Linked DNA regions of Sus scrofa: region 1 is linked to region 2. A link is a contact called in public HiChIP or PLAC-seq data. All regions are on one chromosome and are shown on one strand. The core of a region is the stretch at or near the end of the contact, and the rest is flanking DNA. Distances in the headings are between cores, read along the strand shown.

What was found. HiChIP or PLAC-seq counts read pairs in DNA pulled down with a chosen protein or histone mark.
Region 1: a contact with region 2 is called in an H3K27ac HiChIP or PLAC-seq map of skeletal muscle. The contact joins the promoter of LOC110256814 here to the enhancer-like site in region 2. A contact is called at or near these places in 2 of 2 datasets of contacts at active chromatin or transcription factors (alveolar macrophages and skeletal muscle).

The regions. Positions count from the first base shown.
Region 1 is chr14:43,303,599-43,307,323 of Sscrofa11.1, forward strand. LOC110256814 (vegetative cell wall protein gp1-like) reads right to left here and starts at 1,776. Exons shown (of 2, transcript XM_021073681.1): 1 at 1,505-1,776; 2 at 1,059-1,371. The coding sequence starts at 1,776. The coding sequence ends at 1,059. It overlaps GRK3 (beta-adrenergic receptor kinase 2), which reads left to right and starts at 1,657. Exons shown (of 21, transcript XM_001924379.7): 1 at 1,657-1,887. The coding sequence starts at 1,775.
Region 2 is chr14:43,237,577-43,241,415 of Sscrofa11.1, forward strand. No RefSeq gene overlaps it. Among named protein-coding and RNA genes, the nearest start is that of CRYBB2, 33 kb to the left of the region's middle. Within about 2 kb of position 2,110, at least 12 of the 83 cell types and tissues checked have an H3K27ac peak or open chromatin away from gene starts, as enhancers often do. A contact at or near this core is called in skeletal muscle, where this site is marked.

The DNA of each region.
Region 1 (3,725 bases), core at 526-3,025, 66 kb after region 2:
TGGAAGATGAAAGTTTGGTATTTGGCTCATGCAAATCTTTGTCTCATTGGTGTATTTTGTGTCCCCTCATCATTTTGGCTTTCTGCTGCCTGACCAAACTCCTTTGAGTTGTGTGCTTATTTCTTACACCCCTCTTGTCCTTTTCTGGACAACTTCACTGAATATTGTGCCTTAGATCTTGAGAAACATCTGGTTAAAGCAGCCAATTGTGATGGCAGGCATACAGGAAAAAGATGAAGGGGGGTGGTAAGAGAAGAGAACAAAAGAGAGCAGGCTTCTTATATGACCAAATCAGGCTGCTTCTGCTGTGACATTACATTTAATGTCCTTAACCATTTCTGGTGAACTCTGTTGACCAGGTAAACTATTGACAGAACATTTACTCAAATCCTAGGAAAGTCGAGGCTCTTGGTGCAATGTGACCAGAGGGGATGAATTAAAAGTATATATATATATATTTTGATCCACTGATTCTCAGCTTATGTCTTTGTAAGACTTCCTGGGGACCCCTTAACATCACTCTGGCAGGAGTGATGGTTCTGACTGTGGACTTGTGTGTACCACTGTGAAAAAAATAAGAAGTAAATGAAAACCCCAGGCCCACAGGGGCAGTGGTGACTCCAGACACCCACTCCAGACTGAGGATCAGGAAGCTGGAAATTCCCTCCTGCCTGGGTGTTTGGCCTCCACCTCTTCTACTTCCCTATATCACCCTTGTGGTGGATCTGTGCTCACAGTAGGGCTCCCCTAATTGTTTCTTGAATTGATGGTAAAACCACAAGAGCAAGAATAATTCTAGTTCTCAGGGAACATTTTAACATCTAAACTCAAACCTTTGCGGGCAAGGGAGCAGAGACCACCCTTGGGCAGACAGCTCATCCACCAGTGGGCTCCTAAGGGCAGCTCCGCTCCCACGAGGGAGCTCTCACCTCATTTTGCCCTGCTTAGCTTGAGACAAGTACCCTATTCCAGCTGTTAGATTTCTCTTTTCTGAGTTTACGGGGCTGGGGGCCGGGGCCCGGGGGCGGAGGGGCGGTTTTCAGGGTCAGAACTGAGGCTTAGGGGCCGGTCTGCGGAGCGCTGTTCAAGGGTGACCGGGACCACGGCTTCAGCAGCACCTGGGCGGGACAGGTGGGCACATGCATTTCTGGGGCCACCCCAGACCTCCTGGAGGATGCTGATGGACACTGTCCAGTTTGAGAACTGACGTCTCCGGGGCACAGAGACCTCCCTTGGGTGGTAGGCGTCGGGTCCGGGGCGCCCCGGGCTCGCAGAGGTCCCAGGGGAGAGGGGGCGTGAGAGCGGCGGGAGCGGCGGGCGGGAAGTCGGGAGAAGAGAGAGGAGGAGGAGAGGAAGTCCCCCGTGGCCACTCTGAGGGGAGGGCGGAACGGTGCCTACAGGGACTGGGTCAGGCGGCGAAGGGTGGGCAGGGCCAGGCCAGGCTGCTCAGCCCGGGGGCCTGGGGGCACTGGCCGAGGGGCGCGCGCTCCCTGCCGACCCTCACGGAAGGGGCGGGGGCGGCGGCGCGTGCGCGGGGCTGCGAGCGGCGCGCGCAGGAGGCGGGGCGGGCACCAGGCTGCGGGGCGCTGAGCCGGACACGGGGCGCGCGGCGGGCGGAGGCGCGCGGGGGGGCGCGCGGCGCGCGGGAGCGCGCGCGGGGGGGCTGCCCCGGGGCGGCCCCCCACGTCGGGGCGAGGCGGGCGGCGGCGGCGGGAGCGCGTCCCGTCCGGGTCCCGAGGAGCCGCCGCCGCCGCCGCCGCCGCCGCTCGCCAACATGGCGGACCTGGAGGCCGTGCTGGCCGATGTCAGCTACTTGATGGCGATGGAGAAGAGCAAGGCGACCCCGGCTGCCCGTGCCAGCAAGAAGATCGTCCTGCCCGAGCCCAGGTACCGGCTTCCCGGGCCCGCGCCGACCCCTTCGTATCCGCCCCCCTGCGGCCGCCAGCGACCCCCTGTGTCCGGGAGGGTCGGGCGCTCAGGCGCTGCTGTCCCCCGGCCGGCGACCTCGGGGAGCGGGCGCTACGGGGTTGGCCTCGCCGTTCCCGCCTCTGAAATGGGGCATCGGAGGGCTGTCGGGCGGACTCCGGGATAAAGCGCCCGGCGCGGCGTGTGCAGCGCACCGCGAGCGCCCCAGCGAGGGGTTGCTATGATGTGGTTGTGACTTCGCTGGACGAGCTCCATCTCTTTCCCCCCTTCCTGTCCCATCCCAGTCTCTCGGTCCAGTCCCATCCCTGTGGTTCTCCCTGTTTCATTGCTGTGGTTTCCTCCTCCCCCAGGCTTGTCCTTCCAGCCCCATCCTTATCCCTATCCCACTGTCATCCCTTTTCTCCCCTCTAGCCCCAACATATGGTCCCCCGCCTGCCCCATCTCTGCTTGCCCCATGCCCGTCTTTCCCTAGTGTTCCATCCTGGTCGTTCCTTCCCTGGTTCGTCCTGCTGTTCCCCTTTGCAACTCCGTTCTCTCTTCAGCTCCCTCTGGGTGCCCGAGCTGGGGAGTGCAGGCGGTTTGCCGTTTACTCCGCGTACTTCAGTTGCTATTTTCTGTGCTTGCTCCCCTTGAGGTCCACCAGTCCAGTCAGCTCCCTGCATCCCTTTTCTCTTTTGTGCCCCCAGGCAACAGGGAGTGGATTCCCACCCACCAGGTTTTTTTATATTTTGGGTCTCTTGAGCGGCTTTCCTCAACTTGCAAGCGGACACTTTGTAAAAAGGTGGAAACGGGGCTCACTTAAAAATGCACGTTGAATGAGTGATTTTAGAAAGAATTTGTTGTTTAAATTACCAAAGAAGGGCCTGATTGGATTGCAAGGGGCTCGGGTGAGGTCCATACCAAGTTGTCATTTTAGCTCAAAAATGATTTATTATTGATGAAGTAGTAAAAAGACATGATTAGTTCATATCATTAGCACCACCCCAGAAAAGATCACACATCGGATTAATAGTGAGTTTCAAATAGTGTGCCCAAGGATTAGGGTTGGATTTTTTCCTAATTGACACTATTATGAGTTGTACGGAGTATGTGGCTTCTTGATGCTAAAGAGCTCTTGGTGGAGTTGATAAAAAGAGGCATCTCCTTTGTGGTGAGTTTGAGACCATGGCATTTTTGTGAAATATTGGAATCTAAACCAAAAACTATTCTCTGTTTTGAAAGCATCAGTCCTTCAAGGGCTACACATCCAGAATTGCTTCAGTGTTATCTTTGACATAAGAAAAAAAAACTCTTTCTTGTAATGATGCTGAGTGATCATCAGATTATTTTTACAAGTCCATGAGCCCGAGAGCCAGGATCTAGAAAATATCAGTCCCTTTGCATTATTTGTTGTGAAAAGTCAAATGGTGTACATGAATACATGCTTGCTGGATGTTTTTGGTCAGCTTGCCTTTCATAGCCCCTGCATCTTATAGATTTGTAGGGAGTATGCTGTGATGAGCAAAACCAAGCAGGGAAAGTCAAGAAAGAGTGGAGACCTTTTGGAGTGTTGTGAAATCAACACTACTATACCAGACTTTGAACTATATCTGAAGTTCATTGAAAATCAGTGCCTTTTAAAATTTCTGGCAAATGAAAAACTAAAACAGGAACCCCCAAATGAAATCTGAATTTCATTAAAAAAAAAACTTACATTTCTATAATGTCGTATGTAATGCTTAATTTCTTTTTCTCCTTTTCTTTTCTTCCTTAAGGGCAGGGAGCTCTAAATATATAAAGTGTCTATATGTAAAATCAAC
Region 2 (3,839 bases), core at 860-3,359:
AGTCCAGGGCTAGACGAGGAAGGCAGCCCTGAGGTCCCCAGGAACCGTGTTGGAGCACCTGCCCTGTAGGTGGTAGACAGTGTTCACGTAGTGGCACTCTGCTGCATCAGCCCACAGCCCATCCAGAGGGAGACCCAGACCATAGGATGCTTAAAATCCATAGGAGACCCCTGTACACTGGCCGATGATGGAGAGAAACTCCCCACTCAGGTAGGGGGAGGGGAAAGGTGGATGGAGCACGTGTTCCCTCCTCCCTGCAACCTGGGTCAGTGTAAGCAGCTATCTCTCTGACACATGCAGTTCTCAGTGTCATGTCTCAACTGAGAACTCTGCGCCTGCACTGAGCTCCCCCTTCCTCCAGCTCTGGGAACTGTGCTTCCCAGACTCTTCCCCTTGTCTTCCTGATGAACTCCTAGCCTGCACCTTTGGCAATGAAATTACCCCGTCTCAGATCTTAGCAACCTTGAAACAACTCTTTTCCACTCCTGAAGAAGGTCTAGAAGGTTCTCACCTTCAGAGAATTGCGGGCCCCTCCGTGTGCTGAATGTGGTTGTTCCCTTCACCCAGCTTACTACCCACCTCCCCATTTTAAGGGCCTCAGTTTTGCCAGGGTGGGGCACTCCTTACCTTCATTCTCCGGGCTTTTAAGGAAGCTGACTCCACCCCCTGGATGCCAAGGTGGAGCATGTGACCTAAGTTGAGCCAGTTAGCAGATCCTATCTCTCCAGCTGCTGATTGGTCTAGGGATGCTCCCAAATCAGAGTTTGTCACATGACTTGCAGTCCTGAGAAGAGCCTAGGATGTCTTTTTTGATGCTCTTGGAGGGCATGAGGAATGGAATGCAGAGCTGCCAACATTGTTTTTGATGAAGGGTCTACAGGCAGAGCCAACCCCAAGGAAGTAGAGCTGAAAAATGAAGAAAGAGATAGTGGATCCCAGTGATAGCATGTGAGCCCCTAGATCAAGCCACACCTGAAGGTCTTCCTCTGGCTGTTTAAACACAGGCTCCAGGAAATCCCCTTTTCTCAGGTCAGGTTCTCTGCTATCTGCAATAGATAGAGCTCTAACTACAGGTCAAGTCCTAGGGTCTAGAGGATCCTCGAACCAATGGGAAAGGGCTAAATAAATTATGCAGTTGCTCATATGAAGCTCTGAGCTCTGCTCTCCCATTATGAGAATTCCCAGGTTCCAGTTAAAGCTGTTAACCCATACGCTCCTACAGAACTAACTCTTACAGAACTGGCAATATTTTGAAATAGGTCAAGATTGTTTCTGAAGCCCCAGTGTTCCACCCGACCTCCCTCCGTGAGCCGACGAAGCCTGTTTCATGAATACGTGGCCTATGCTCCCACCCCTGGAATTCAGTGTTCCCACATCTCCCTTTTCTCAAGGACCCCAATCCCAGTGTTGTCTCCAAAACCTCCCGACCTCCTTGTGCTTTTCCTGCACTGTCCTCCCCTCACCCCAGGATCCAGCCATTCTGGCAGCTCCCCAGGTCCATGACTTTCCTCCACATTGGGAACTTTGCAGATGCTGGTTTCTCTGCCTAGAATTCTCTTTTCTGTATCTTTACCAAATTATCATCTATCCATCCTTTAAGTCTCAGCCGAAATGTCACTTCCCCAGGGCCTTTAATCTAGGTCAAGCCAGCCGGTTTTACATTCCCAAGGCACCTTTTACTTTCTCTCTTGTAACTGTAACTCTGTGCTGAGTCACTTCCCAGGGCCTATCGTGAAACCTGGTATGTGGTAGGTTTTCAAAAACATCTGGATGGATGAATTCAACAGGCACCAAACCTAGCAGCAGCAGGGAACAGAGGTCTAGAGAGAGGCAGAATTTGCTTGGGGGCACACCGCCAGCCTGTGGCAGTGTGGACACTTGAAGTAGGACAGCAGTCAGATGGTCTTGAAGAACCCTGGTAACAGCCACGCTTCCTTTGTTCTGAGTGCCATCTCTGTTTATATCCCCAAAGACCTTTTCTGAGACTCTGTGGCTGATGGCCATGCGGGCCCGAGCTGATGGCTGTGATTTCCTGGGAGGTGAGGAAGAAGCCCAGCAGGAGGCGTGGCTGTCCTGGGGCCTGGTGGAGACAAACTGGGTTAATGTTTATCCCATTCCCAGAGACATGAGTCATCAGACCGAGAGCAGGTGCAAAGAGGGTGACCGTGTGGGGAGACCCCATGTGCCTTGGCCTTGATGTGGCTACAAGGCCCAGAACAAATGGGGGCAGAAGGCCCTGGATGCAGAGATTCCCCATTGTGATGCTCTGCCATGACCAGTGGACACACTTGGGTTCCAATCTCAGTTCTGCCACTTGGCAGCTCTGTGACCTTGGGCGAGTCACCTTACCCTCTGAGTCTCTGCTTGCAATTCTGTGAAACAGGAATATTAATAGTAACAACCTCATAAAGTAGTAATGAGAATTAAATTAGAAAATAATCATCCCCTGCTTATGGCAGTGCCTGATCCAGTAGAGGCACTCAAATTGCATCCCCTGGGTGGTGGCTTCATATACCTATTCAAAAAGCAATTCGACTACTTACTGCTTTGATTATTTGGTTATTGTCTAAATCCATCTCTGGACTGGGAACTCCATGAGGGTGGAGTTTACCAATGAATTCCTAGTATGGTGCTGGACACAGATAAGGCATGCAATAAATATTGAATAGATGAATGGATGGATGGGTGAATAGGTAGATGGGTGGATGGATGGATAAATGAGTAGATGGATGAGTGAGTGGGTGGATAGATGGATGAATGGATGGATGGATAGATAGTTGGGTGGATGGATGGATGGGTGGATGGATGGATGGATTTATAAAATGAATGCAAGCTTTGGTTTCTGAAGACCCACGACTCATCTGCCCACGTTCCAAGTGCTCCTCCCTGCCTCATCCTGGTGTCCATGACACAAGCTGCTGTGACTGTAAAGAACAATAGAATAAGCATACAGGACTCTCCTTGTGGGTATTATTTTTAGTTTCCATGCTGCAGAGGTCAGAGTGGCAAATGACAAAGAGAAGTCTTTTCTCTCAAGGAAAGAATCGGTCACATCTGCGTGGGCAGCGGTAGAGGTGGGTATTAGTTTGTTTGGTTTAACAGCTATTTGACTCAGACCTCCTGCCAGCGGGAGTGGGTGACCTTTCCTCTGAGCTCTGGGCCTCAAGCCAAGCCCGGGAGGGCAGTTCCCTTCACTCACGAGCTCTGTCAATGCAGCTGTGTCCTGCTGAGATTCAGTTCTCACTGTTGGCCGCCAAATGTGGGTATCTGAGAATTCTGTAGAAATAAGCGTTCTGTGGGGCTGGGACAAGGATGGGAGTGGGAAGGTGGGTACAAACCAGCCATATAGCTCGTGTGATGTTAACTCCTTGGGGTAGACCAACATAATAATAAAGACCAGGGAGTTCCCATCACGGCCAGTGGTTAATGAATCCGACTAGGAACCATGAGGTTGTGGGTTCGATCCCTGGCCTTGCTCAGTGGGTTAAGGATCCCGCATTGCCGTGAGCTATGGTGTAGGTCACAGACATGGCTCGGATCCTGCGTTGCTGTGGCTATGGTGTAGGCCGGCAGCTATAGCTCTAATTAGACCCCTAACCTGGGAACTGCCATATGCCACAGGTGCGGCCCTAGAAAATACAAAAAATAAAATAAAGATCATAGGGGCCTGCCTGTCTGGCTCCACCCTCCCTTTGCAAGGTGCCGTTGTTGCTCATCACCTCAAGAAGGGGAACCTCTTTCTCCACCCTCTAGGATCTAGGACTTGCTTTGACCAACAAAATGTGGCACTAGTGACACTGTGTGCCTTTGAGGCGAGGTCTCACAGGGCACTGCAGTGT